Linked DNA regions of Mus musculus: regions 2 and 3 are each linked to region 1. Evidence: chromatin contacts called from public Hi-C and promoter capture Hi-C data. All regions are on one chromosome and are shown on one strand. Each heading gives the region's core, a stretch centred on a gene start, on an enhancer-like site or on the middle of the called end of the contact. The rest is flanking DNA. Distances are from core to core; before and after follow the strand shown. Region 1 overlaps Trp53bp2 (transformation related protein 53 binding protein 2). Region 2 holds the start of Fbxo28 (F-box protein 28). Region 3 has its middle 28 kb from the start of Fbxo28.

The links. Promoter capture Hi-C pulls out the DNA fragments that hold promoters and counts their contacts. A called contact is a pair of places that touch in the nucleus more often than the background predicts.
Region 2: a contact with region 1 is called in a promoter capture Hi-C map of 3T3-L1-derived adipocytes, with 3 times the contacts expected there. The contact joins the promoter of Fbxo28 here to the enhancer-like site in region 1. A contact is called at or near these places in 9 of 39 promoter capture datasets (the 3T3-L1 cell line, 3T3-L1-derived adipocytes, the C10 cell line and 4 more), 3 of 484 Hi-C or Micro-C datasets (cortical neurons and nephron progenitors), 2 of 115 datasets of contacts at active chromatin or transcription factors (the SCID.adh cell line and embryonic stem cells) and 3 of 9 other capture datasets (adipose tissue, liver and pancreatic islet).
Region 3: a contact with region 1 is called in a Hi-C map of uterus, with 2.8 times the contacts expected there. The contact joins two enhancer-like sites. A contact is called at or near these places in 1 of 15 datasets of contacts at CTCF or cohesin (pro-B cells), 31 of 484 Hi-C or Micro-C datasets (3T3-L1-derived adipocytes, B cells, the G1E-ER4 cell line and 22 more), 1 of 115 datasets of contacts at active chromatin or transcription factors (neural progenitor cells) and 2 of 9 other capture datasets (liver and pancreatic islet).

What each region holds. Positions count from the first base shown.
Region 1 is chr1:182,458,938-182,463,271 of GRCm38.p6, forward strand. Trp53bp2 (transformation related protein 53 binding protein 2) reads left to right here. Exons shown (of 18, transcript NM_173378.2): 17 at 1-22; 18 at 2,750-3,499. The coding sequence ends at 2,791. Among named protein-coding and RNA genes, the nearest start is that of Trp53bp2, 52 kb to the left of the region's middle. Within about 2 kb of position 2,529, at least 85 of the 459 cell types and tissues checked have an H3K27ac peak or open chromatin away from gene starts, as enhancers often do. A contact at or near this core is called in 3T3-L1-derived adipocytes, the HL-1 cell line, adipose tissue and 4 more, where this site is marked.
Region 2 is chr1:182,339,099-182,343,432 of GRCm38.p6, forward strand. Fbxo28 (F-box protein 28) reads right to left here and starts at 2,508. Exons shown (of 5, transcript NM_175127.2): 1 at 2,225-2,508. The coding sequence starts at 2,491.
Region 3 is chr1:182,367,378-182,371,711 of GRCm38.p6, forward strand. No RefSeq gene overlaps it. Among named protein-coding and RNA genes, the nearest start is that of Fbxo28, 28 kb to the left of the region's middle. Within about 2 kb of position 2,509, at least 88 of the 459 cell types and tissues checked have an H3K27ac peak or open chromatin away from gene starts, as enhancers often do. A contact at or near this core is called in the HL-1 cell line and uterus, where this site is marked.

The DNA.
Region 1 (4,334 bases), core at 1,279-3,778:
TGTTCCACGCAACTTGCTAGGAGTAAGTCACTCCAATGCTGACGTGTTTCATATATGAACTGCTGTGTAGAGTCAGTGCAGTTTACTGCCTTTGTTATAAGACGTGATACAGGGCTCAGCACTTAGGAGCACTTGCTGCTCTTGAAGAAGACTCAGGTTCAGTTCCCGGTGTCTCCATGGCTGTTCTCAATTGTCTAGAAACTCCAATTTTAGGGGACCTAATGCCTGCTCACTGCACATACATGGCATACATACATACATACATACATGCTGACAAAGCACTCATACACATAAAATCTTTTTTAAAACACAAGGCTTAAATTTATGATGCCCTTAATTTAGACTCACAGGTATATCTACAGTGCACTTGATTATACTTTGAGTGTATTAATAGTTTAAGCTCAGGATAATATATTCCAAATTTGTGCCTTAGGCTCTTTTATAGGTTTAACCCAGGTGCCATGTAGGTCATGCCCATGTTCCCAGCACTTGGGAGATGGAAGTAGGAAGATCAAAAACAAGGTCCTCCATGGGCTTGGATATTCCTGTCTGCAGCCTGCACACAACAAAGACTCTCGGAGTGAGTGAGAGAATTAGAGAGAGAGTGCAGGCGGATTGAGATCAGGCTTGGAGTGCTTGTGGATCTGCTGGTGGTGAGGAACATGAAACATGCTAAAGGGCAGGAGAGACGGTGATGGACACATGGGTCACGGAGGTCACGGGCCCTGGCTTCCACATTGCCGCCGTTCATTCAGAACATTTCTGGTCTGTGTAAGCAGGTGTTGGTGCAGACTGAAGAAGCCTGCCTCTGAGCTTGGTGTGCAGACAGTGCATATAAGACATTGGTAGGTTTTTATCAAGCGTCAGTTAGACAAGGTCTGTCCTATAGCTTTAGCTAGAAGCCTGTGGGAGATGTCCCCAGCATCACACCAGGAGCAGGGCTCTCTCTGCTAAGGTTCTTCTGCTTGAGTGTTTCAAGGAGCCTGGCCCTGGGACCTGGCATTCTGGCTTGTGACAGTGACCCCCTTCCTGTGCTTGTCTGTCACATGTCTGTTAAAAGGCATTTGCTGCACCTTAACTGCTGTTTTCTGAGAGCAGCATTTATTGTAAAATAACTGCTGAGCCATCTCTCCAGCCTCCTAATGCTCTGATCTCTCAGGAGCTGCTCAGATGAGTTCCTCTTCTCCCCTCCCCCATGTCTGTGAGTGGGATGAGACAGGGCTTGGCCATGTAGCCGAGGCTAGCCTCAGACTGAACCCTCCTGCCTTCCAAGTGCTAGGTTTACAGGTATGTCTCACCGACCTACCTCATTTGTTGGGAATTATTAACTAATTGGACATATTTGTGGTATGAAGCATGACTTTTTAATCATTTTTAAAACAGAGGGGGCGGGGGGAGAGTTTTCATGTGCCACAGTAATTGTGTGAAGTCAGAAGACATTTTTGGGAGTTGAGATTGCGATCCACTGAAGACGCCTGGCAGGCAGCGTCAGCTGCTGAACATCCCGCCTGCTCCTTCCTTGCCACCCTAACCCGAGTTTACAATAATGGCTGATTTATAAAATGGCTCAGTCAAGCTAGTAACCTGTGTAACCTGACAAAGCGGACCTTTAATTCTGTGATGGAAATAAAATCTGTTAGCGAGTTTTCAATTAGTATGTATGGTTTTAACTATTAATTCCTATGGTGTACAACAGACTGCTATTAAGTTGAATTTTCTAGTGAAGAGAATGGTTAATGAGATGGAGGATTATTCTGAGGGGGAAGCAGTCAGTCAGAGACAGGGTTGCGCTCTCAGAAGGTTTTGAAATTAACAGACAGGGATAAAGGTTGTAATTTTAGTCCTAAACTTAGAACTCCTAGTTCCCTGGTGCTCTCTTCTATAAACGTGTGCTGTATGTGTCATGTTTTAGTATCTTCTGAGTATTAAAAAATAAAGGAAATTTCACAATGTGGAATATTTAGACAGGCTCAGCCTGGAATCTGCAAAGGGCTTTGACAAATGTCTTTTCTCAGCTGAAACTGACTCTTAAATAAACACACCACCTCTTTTGTTTTCTTGTCCCTAGGAGACGAAGGGGAGGGTTTGTTTAGCTTGATGGTGAAATTCTAGTTTGACTTGCTCTGGGCCTCCAGACAGAGCCCTGCAGCCCTCACATAGCCTCCCCTCGCTCTTGTTAGGGAAAGCACAGGCCAGCAGAATCCCAAAGCATTTCATGTCTTCCGAAGTCCACTGATTCAGGCATTTGTCCTGATAGGCTCAGGTTCCACCCACAGTGCCATGTCCTGTAAATAAGGTTGAAAAAGTGTGGCTTACATATGTGGTTCCAGTACTTAGGAGTGTGAGGCAAGAGGATTGTAAGGCTAACCTGGGCTACCTTGAAAGACCCTGCCTTAAAAAAAAAAAACAAACAACGACTTTTGCCCGTCATGATGGGTTTCCAGATTCTGGAGCACACAGCAATTTACAAGTAGTCTTCAGCGTTTGGCTTCCCTGGGCTGCAGTGTGGTTGAGCAAACTGCAAGTTGAGTTCGTGCCTGGAGTCTGTGTCACGGCTCTGTGGTGCTGTTCCAGCTGCTGGGCCCTCGATGTGATCAGTGCAGATTCACTTCCTGCTTCCACAGCTCAGTGCCTTCCCGAGTTGGTTTCCTGTGTCAGCTTCCTTGCCCCTCTTCCTGTACTTATTGAAATATTGTAAAACTTCCATACATATGCCACATGTAAATCTTTTTTTAAAATTCTCTTGCAGCTATACCCAAGAATTAAACCAAGACAAAGGAGCTTGGCCTGAAACTTGAGTTAATGAAGAATTAATGAGCTAGAAGAAATACTATGATTATCCAGGAAAAAAAAATCAGAAGGCTTACTTTAATGACAGTATAGCTCAGAAGCAATGAAGAATGTGCCGTGGAAGAAAATGAAGGACCGAAGGACTCGGCGTGAGCAGAGGCATTGCTGCTGAGCCCGCACCACCCTGGCTGGCAGAATGCTCATGGCGGCGCAGCATAGGAGGCAGCCATCTGGCTTTGTCAAGAAATGGGACCATTTGCTGGACTGTGGGAAAATCAGTTTCTTGTCCTGTGTAGGGTGATTTTGGCACTGTTCCCATTCCGCTGACCTGCCAGAAAGGACCTGTGCCATCTGGCACCATCTCCAACTGCCCCTGAGCACCAGCAGGCTTTGGGATCCCCGGCGGGTGCTGTACACTTGTGTGTTATCAGTGAAGAACTGTTAGCTGCTTGTCAGTGAGCAGTAACTATTGTATGAGTTATTGTAGCATTTAAGAATTATGCGTATATTTGAAATACTGAAATTAAACTACACTACCTAATCTAAAGTAGATTTAGAATCTTGTTTTTAGATTGAATTTGAATCTATATTTATTGTCTTTTTGTATCTTGGAAATTAGAGATTTGTTATAGATTTACCTGTATTTGTCAAGATCATAGCTGGTTTTAAAAATGATTGTAATAAAATTAAACTTTATGACTCCAAGCTATTTCCTGGTTTTCCTTTTAATGTTATACACAGCTTTGGTTATGGGGCATAAGCCATTGGGCTACCTACTGCACAGCTGAGAAATAGTGAACTGCTTGATCCAACAGTCGGGCACTGTGGGAAAACTTCCTGACAGTCGTGTGATTGAGAAGTGGTTCTTAATTACAGATATGCATCTCTGCAGTTTACAAGGCTGAATGGCTAGAGTACTGTGCTTTTAAGAGACTGGGGTGAGGGTGTGTGTGCTATGTACCTGTTTCCTCATGGAGGCTGGAAGTGAATGTGGGATACCTTGGAGCTGGGGTTAAAATGGTTGGTGAACTACCTGATGTCTGTGAAGGGATCTGAACTCTGGTCTTCTATAGAGCAGTTGGTGCTCTTAACCACTGAGCCATCTCTCCAGCACCTAACTTAGTAATTTTTAAAAAGGTCATAGAGACCATAGTGAAAGAAAGCTTACTTGGACCTACAACTTCTGCTGGGCTATTTTAATGTCCTTTAATGTCCTCACTCTTTACACATTATTCATAAAGTTATAAAAATTTACTTGTTTACTTACTTATTTTTATTACCAACCAAGTAATGAGTTGTATCAGAACCCATTTTGCTTAGTGAAACCATAATAGAAGGTGTAGGTGCAAACCCACTGGTTACTTTTTCTAGACTTTTTTTTTTTTTTTTTTTTTTTTTTTTGGTTTTTCGAGACAGGGTTTCTCTGTATAGCCCTGGCTGTCCTGTTTCTAGATGTTTTTAAGAGTAACTGAATTCTAACAAGGAAAGTGGATGAAAGACAGAATATAGCCTTCCAGATAATGAAGAAAGAATGACAACATGGA
Region 2 (4,334 bases), core at 1,258-3,757, 120 kb before region 1:
AGTTGTGCTCGCTCTCAGCACTGCTCCCTCCCGCACTTGGCCAGTCTTAGGGCTTACTCAAGAAAACACAATTAAAAAGAACTTAGGTAATACATACAGCAGATGCCAACACACACTTAAGTCTCTTGAATTTTTGGCAAATGATTTAGGTAAAAATAACCACTTCAATTAAAAAGATCTGTACAAAGAGCCTAATGAGGCAATGTCTCTTTTCTATTATTTCACAAAAAAGAGCGTAATTAAATTAATGCTGACACCTAGTGACAAGAAAGTACATCTGTATGTCACCTGAATTGTATTTTCTGAAACCAATGAATCTAAAACCTTAATTTCCATAAAAACCCAGTGACATCAGATTAAGAAAGGACCTCGCCTTCTGTTTCTAAAACCACGCTGGTTTGTATAAACCTGGCTGGGAGCGGGGAGGGAGGGGTGCCATAGGGACTCCTTAAGAAAAATGCTTTCAATTACAAATCAAGCCAGGAAAAGGCTTAGGATACAATATGCAGCTATACATTTCACATGAAAGAGATGATGATTATTAATAATTGTGAGGCCCATTTCACCTCAGGTCTCCAAGCAGTCTATTTTCTCCTCTTCACACTTTTGTTTGTTTGTTTGTTTAAAGAAAAGGAAAAATGAGAGTTAAAGCTGACAGAGCATTTATCTAGTAGAATCAAGGCTGAACTCCAGATTGGTGGCCAAACAGTAACACACAAAACAAAACAACAATGAATGAAAAGAAGGAAAAACGACCAACAAACCAATAAAACCCCGTTTTTCTCAACACTTAACAACAACAACAAAAAACCTGTGAACATTCCAAGCTTTTCAAAGCCATTGTCTGGCTGGCTGGCTGAATTCAATCAAATGTTATGCCCAATTGCCAAACGCAATTGTATATACAGCATACATTTTGGTCAAGTACCAAGCTTTATAAAATATAAAGGAAATATTTACCACTCTACACGAAATCCTAGGATGATGCTTTGAAAATCTAGGACAACTGTATTCTGAAATACCTACTCTAAACAGAAGAAATTTTCCATTCCACAGAGTGTGGGGAAACACACACAAAACCTGCCCCGGAGTTTGAATGAATGACTGCAAGCTGTTTTTAAAGATGATTTCCTTTGAAACACAATACTGGTCAATTTAGAGATGGAAGAATAGGGCTAAAATATGGCATAGCGATGAATAAGTAACCGCCACACACAGCACATTCAGAAAGATGTCTTTGTCCTTTTATCAACAATCCCGAGCACATTTAAGTGACTACATCAAACCAGCTCACAACCACTTCAAAATGTCCACCTCCTCCAATTTCCTAACCACCTAAGGGGAAATACCCCGGTAGGAAGTGAGATATCTTCCTGAACCAAGTAATTCATCAAATCTTCGGTCAAACCTCAGGGATGTAGTAAAATTCCAATGGCAATTTTTTTTCTTTTTAAATTTTGGCTAGGACAATGTGTTATTTTTAGGGTATAATAAGTAAACCACTCCGACTGCAGGAGGGTGGGCTTGAAGCACATTTGAAAAAAAAAAGCAAACAAGCGGGAGGGGGTAATAGCTTGACAAGGGGACAAGTTGCTTCGCTATAGTAAGGAGTGTCAGGGAGGCAAAGCCAGTCAGGTCATCATCTCCCAGGGCTCTACTTTAGTGAGCAACTAAGGCTCTGGGGTTTTAAACGCACAACACAACTGCAATCTTAGAACCGCAACTGGGGCTCAAGGGGGAGCGGGGGGGGGTGGGGGGGGGACAGCCAAACCCCCTTCATCCTTTTCAAGCAGAAAGCCTGGGTTGGAGGGACAATACACACTATTCTTGCAACACAACCCAAGCCTGGCTGGGATCCTCTGCCCACTTGGGAGTGAACTCCAGAGCCCGAGCGGGCAGTCGAGGCAGGCGCCTGCCCCTTCGGGAGTCCCTGTCGCCGGTCCAGCCGGGCGGAGGGCACCAAGCCCCGCTCCGTTACTTCTCGCAGGCGGGCGCGTCCCGGGCTAGGGGCGAGGAGACCCTCGGGGCGGGGCGAGGCGCAGAGCGGAGCCTCGCCCGCCCGGCGGTCGCGATGCCAGCGCGGCAGCAGCAAGCACCCCGCCGGCCGTCGCCAGCGCCACTTCCCGGCTGCCGGGGACGCGCGCGCTCCGTGTCCCGAGCCGGCGGGGCTCCCTCCCCAGGAACGCGCCGCCCTCGCCGGTCCTCCCCAGGCCTCGGCCCTCACCAGGCGGAGCTGGCTAATTTCGTCGTAGGACATAAAGCTGAGGATGTTCTCGATGGCTACGATGGGCAGCGCCACCAGTGTGTTGTTTTGGGGCAGGTGGTCCGGTGCCAGCGCGGGCGCGGCGGGTGCCTGGGACCCGGGCGGCGGGGCCTGCGACGGGGGCGCCGGGGGCTGTCGCTGAGCGGAGCCGGCAGCCGAACAGGAGCCGCCGTCGCCGTGGCCGCCGCCTCCTTCCTCAGCCATCCGCTCCTCAGACGCCGCCGCCATCTTGGGAGTTTGATTCCTTCCTCCAATGTAAGGGGATCGGGACACTTCCTGTGCGTCACTTCCTCCTCCTGGGGGGGGGGGAGCTTAAGGAGAGGGAGGAGCTCGTGGGATGACAGCTGGAAAGAGAGGCGAGCTTTCGGTGCGTCCATCGGAAAGGAGGGAAGATAGTGCACACTTCAAGAGAGGTGGTCGTTGTAGCTCTTTAAAATCGGAGACTGCCTTGTTAGAGTGGAAACGAGCAAGGATTCCGCAAACCCTAAGAAAGGCGGTCGTCATAGTCCCTTTCATCTGATAAAAGGAACGACAATGGAGCAGTTTTCTTTAAAAGCAACTCGCCAAAGGATGATAAAAACCATATCACCTTCATAAGTTTAGACGGAAATTTGTATTTAGATCAGCATCTCCCAAGAGTCACAGTGATAATTGCAGCATATAAAAAGGAATAAAACACCGCTAGTTTAAAACTACAAGACAACAGGTAAACCCTGAAAGCACATTAATGAAATAAAAACACAGAGTCACACACCATACGACTACTTTTATGTGAAATGCCCTATGTAGGCAGGTCCATAGAGTCAGGGGCGAGAGAGAGAGAGAGAGAGAGAGAGCACAAGCGAGCTTACAACACTTGGTGCACTTCCAGAAGACCCGAGTTTGGTTTCCAGCACTAACACTGGCCTTTGGTTTCCAGCACCAACACTGGCCTTTGGTTTCCAGCACCAACAACTGGCTGGTTTACAACTGCTTAACTGAAACAGAGTGGATTCGTGGTTGGTGGAAGTTGGGAATAAGGGAAGTGTGGAAGACAACAGACAGTTAATGGGTGCATTGTTTCTCACTGGAGGAATAGCCAGTGCTCTTAACCTCTAAGCCATCTCTCCAGTACCTGAATTGTGTGCTTAAAAAAAAAAAAAAAAAAAAGACTTTTATTCTCTGTGAATCAATTTAGGTGAGAACCAATGAAAAGATGCTAAAACCAGAAGACAAGCCTGTGGTAAGGTGTAGCACGTAGTCTCAAAATAACCCACTTCTCATGTAATGCATTAATCACAAAATAAGAAAGGTATGATACAGAAATTCAGGGAACAGGCTTATAATCACATGATTAGGAGTACCACCACAAGTTGTGGGAGGAAAGATCATCACGTGCCTCTTACTAGGACGCCCCATAGGTGACCCAGCATAATGTAGTATTATTTCATGCATAAAAATACACACTCTGCATCTGAAGTAAACAAAGTCAGGTTGGACTTGGTGGTGGTTTGGGTAAGATTGTTTCCTACAAGTTCAGATATTTGAACACTCAGTTCTGAGTTGGCCTTGCGCTTTGGGGTTTCTTTGGGAGGTGGGGCCTAGCTGAAGGAGGCGTGTCACTAGTAGACAGTGATTGCTTATAGTCCCACTCAACTTCCAGTTTGCTCTCTGGTGGTTTGTGCTGGAGGGTGAAGATGTGGTCTCTCAGCTTCCAGCTCCTCCCGCCATGCTTGCCACTTCATGCTGTGTCTCCTCGCCATGATGGACTCTTTCTTCTGTAACTTGCCTTCGTCCTGGTATTTTATCACGGTGACAGAAAAGTGACTAACGTACAGACTTGAACCTGTACTGATTCTGTCTTTGACTCCCATGATTCCAGTTCTTAGGTTTCATCCAGGATAACCAAAGTTCCGGTGCATGAGCCGTCTCGAGCACATTCAAACCACACGCACATCACAGAGGGCTGGTTAGTATTCAATATGTATTTTATGTCTAACTGTTTTCCAGACGTTTGCATATTCATAATGCGTTGATTTTCTCCCTACTAATAGACTGTAATTTTACTTTTGTGCTTAGGGCGTTGCTACCT
Region 3 (4,334 bases), core at 1,259-3,758, 92 kb before region 1:
TCAGATGAGGAATGTCGGACCTGGGTTATGACACACACTACAGGAGGAGAACACAGAAAGTCACCTGGGTTGAAGGAGTGAGTTTGGGTGATGCCATGTGAAAGGCTAGAATTTGGATAGTGCAGAGAGGAGAGGGTGTCTGCTGAAAACTCAAAAACCTTTCTCCTACTACGATCCATCTGGAAAGGGTATGGGTTGGTAACTAGAAAGCTCCCCCTGTCCCTGGAAGGTTAGTGGTTGAATGAAGTAACTTCTAAGCTATTTTCTGGCTCTGAGTAGGATCTAGAAGCACTTTCCCTCATTTTAGAGAGAAATCAGAAGCCATCCAATCAGTGCCCAGGGAAGTCCTCCAACCAAACCTTCTGATCCCAGTGGAACATTCCTTTTGGTCCATACTGGTAACTTTTTATTGTCCAAAATGCCCTTCTTATCTCAGACACCTAACACATTTGAACACCTAGAACCAGAACACAGACCATGGAGACGCATGCAATTGCGCATTCTGGGTGTTTCCTAGAATTTATGCCCTTCTTGTAGCTTCTAAGCACTCGGGTCTTAGAGGAACAGTGAGCTTATTGTCCTTGTGGCTTACGTGGTACTGTTGGCACAGCAACAGGTAACTATATAATCCTGCCTTGGGAGTAAGCACACTTTTTTAAGGAATGTGCTCTACATGTAAGTCCTGAGATGATCACCTTTTAGAGTCCAAATGGCACCTACAATTGATGAAGCGCACATATGTAATGAGGACATGTAAGGCTTACAGGAAGCCTTACGTCCTTGGTAAGCATGCTCACTGAACCTTGGGCTGTCTCTCCTCTTTAATCATGAACTCTGGGTCTGGCTCTTTCAAACTGACAATGTCTCCATTGTCTCCACATTGTAAGGACTGGCCTGATCCAGGAGTCTAAAAGTGAAGGTAATAATTGAGCAGAAGGCGAGCCGTGTACGTGCACAGCAAAGGTCCAGGCATGCGCTGCTGCTGGAGCTTGAGACTGAGCCAGGTATTGTAGAGAAGCCACAGGCAAAAAGTTCTGATCCAAGCAGCCAGGTCCAGACATCTAGCAGCACATGGCTATGAGTCTGGAAATCATTTGACTCTGTGGTTATCTGTTCAGAGAAGAGGTCAGATTCTAGGTGGGGTCTGCTGACTTAGTCAGAAAATAGGTCTGAAAGAATGCTGCACTTCCTCTCAATTAAGCAGGAAAATGCAGTGTGGTGACCTCATAATTCACGATTCTCCTGCCCCAAACACCAGTTCATCCATCCCCTTACACTCCTGCGGGGAAGGCAGTTCAGTGGAGGCATAGGAAGAGGGCAGTTACGATAGTAGATTCTCACGCTTCAGTTTCAGGTCTTGATGTGTAAAAGTTGAAACAACCTGTCCTGTTGGACCATCAGAAAGAAGCCAGGCTCTCTAATGACCAGGTCCAGCCCCACCGGCTCCCTTTCATCTGCTTGCAAGTAAAAGCAGACGACCAGTGTCTTCTGGCTGGACACTGGTCAGGAGGGTATCGTTTTCCTTTGCATGACTAAATGCCCATTTCTTCACAGGCAGGACGGATGTCCGCAGATGAAATGCTCTGTGAGCTGTGGCCTGGCCACTGAATCATCTGGCTTGAAACGACAGGCTGCTATTAGAGTAAACCACACAGCGCTGAAAGGTGGCCAGAGAGGAAGTGCTGCTCACCTTCTTCATAAAGCTTCTCATTTTCTTCCCTCAGACTCGGTGTATTTTTAGGCAGCATAATTATTCCTCTTGACCCAGTCAAAATAGCTCCTTTTCTTACAATTGTTTCTTGGCAGGGCTTGAGTATAATAACCGTATCCCCGGAGTCTTCCCGGATGTCTCTGAAATGAGAAAGGAGGAAATAGGTAAGGGACCCGTCTAAAAGCATGGTTGGGAAAATTTTTAAAAGGGTATTTAACTTCACTCTTCTGAGTCACAGCCTCTCTTAGAGTCTGAACTAGCTCAGAAATTGACTTTTAAAATCTCTGTCTTTGTCTGTCTGTCTCTCTGTTTGTCTGTCTGCCTCTCTCTCACGCGGTCTCCGTTATTGGAGATTGGACACAGGGCTTTCTGCATCTTAGACAAATGCTCTTCTACTGAGCTGTACCTCTAACCCCTGAACTGCTTTTCTTGGAGATGCCTGTAGAAGAAGTCCTACCAAGCCAGTGCCATAGGCAAGCACTTAGAAATCGGGTTTCTGGTATGCTCGTCCTACTTCCTTCTAGGAAGAATTGAGAAACAGCAGTGACCCCGAGAGCCCTTGTGGTTTTATGTATTCCGCAGGAAAACACACCAGTCACACTTTCTGTTGGCCTCATCTTCAGATCAGAAGTACACTATTGGGAAGTAGGGGATCAATTTGTTGTTCAGGCTGGCCTCAAACCCTGGGTCAAGCAATCCTCCTGCCTCCAAAGCTGGGCTTGCAGGTATGCATCTCTGTGCCAGCTGGTCATGCAGTTCTAAAGCCAATTCTAGGAGACGTGGAAGGCTGTGTTTGGCAATTACAGAGGAAGCTGGAGGCAGAGAGCTCTCTATTAGGTCATGCTGCTTTTCAGAAAAAGCTGATATTTCCTCTCCCGGTAAAGATGTATCCAGGTTGTGGTTTTTGTGGGCAGAGAAGAGTTCCCGGAGCACCCACAGCCTTTCCTTTAATCCACATGCTCAGAATCTGACCTGTGAAGCTGGTGGCGAGCTATAGGGCCTGACACAGGCAATTGCAGGAGGTTCATACCTGAATTCAAAAGACATTAGGTAAAAACAAACAAACAAGAAAACTCCTCTAAAACTGACTGCGTCTCTTTGGTTCGTACTTCAAGATGATGTAATGGTGATGTCAGAAGGGGTCTGTACCATGTGTAGCTGTATGAATTATACCCAACATTTTCTCTAGGGAAAAGGCTAGTAGACAGTTTTGCATAAGCTGGGATGTACCTTGGTGGTAGCTAGAGCACTTGCCTAGCTCTGCATTTGATAGAGGTGAGTGTGGGAGGATAGATGGATGGATAGATGGACAGACGGATGGGTGGATGGATGGATGGATGGATGGATGGATGAATACATGAATGAAAATACAGCAGGTTCCCAAGCCACCAGGGACATTTTCAAAGCCAGCATCTCCTGTGCTGTCCCAGACTGATCTGAACTTATATTACTGTGTGCCTCGTGCAGTTCATAACAAGGGGAGCAGGAACTGAACTCATGAAGCCAGGAAGGTCTGAGCATGCCTACTCCAGTATAGACTTGCTGCTGCTCCTTGAGGACTGAAGAAAAACTATCTTCTGGCAGAGGCCAGGGAGGATTGGAAGTCCTGAAAGACTGTGGAGGAATCCTTTATCTGCTGCCTGCGTGGGGGTGGGGAGGGGTTCAGCAATTTGCTCAGGATGCAGCTTCTTTTCTCACCCAGCCCTCAGGAACCTGCTGGGGTGTGTGTGTGTGTGTGTGTGTGTGTGTGTGTGGCATGTGTGTGTGTGGCATGTCGGGGCCACCTGAACAGCGACAACACACTCACAATTAGTTGTCACCGTGAGTTCTGGCAGAAGGCACTCGGTGTCCTCTCTCCTTCCTCTTTCTTTGCTTTGATTTTTGTAACTCAGGCTGGACTTAAACATGCTGCAATGCTCCTGCCTCAGCCACCCAGGTACTGGGATTATAGGTCTGAGCCGCCACACCTGGCACACTGGTTCTGTCTCATGTCCTCATCAGTGGGCTTTTTCAGCCACTCCCATTTTGCACTGTATGCGTCAAGGTTCACTAATCTCTTTGTCTGAGTTCGAGTCTGCCCAGCACATTATATCGGCCCTAAAGAAGCCCCGCCCTGTGTTTGTTGTTAGCGTCATAACTTACTACTCAGAACATCAGACAGGCTCCGTGGGTGCTGGCCTCAGATGTGTCTAGCATGCTCTCATAAACCAAGCATGGCAGCCGTCCCCCGTCATCTTAGTGACTCTACTCAGCATCTGCTGGGCGGCTGCAAGAGAGATACCAGCCTCCTCTGTTCGTTATCCAAACCTACGTCAAACTGGAACTCACCGCTCATTTCCTCAACCTTTTTCCTAAGTTCCTCCATAGCGGGGAGTGCTTAATAACAATTGGGGTTTGAAATTTGGGGTCCTCTGCCTCCCCTGCTCCCCCAGTTAAAGTACCACCATCCTATGACTACAATACTTGCAAAAACCTGAACTAAACCACAAAACAAACCTTACCTTTTCAGCTTAAATCTGCCTTCTTAAAAAAAAAAAAAAAAAGAGGGCCACCAAGATAATTCAGTGGGTGAAAGCTCCTGCCACACAGGCCTGGCCACCTAAGTTCCATCCCTTGAGTTCAT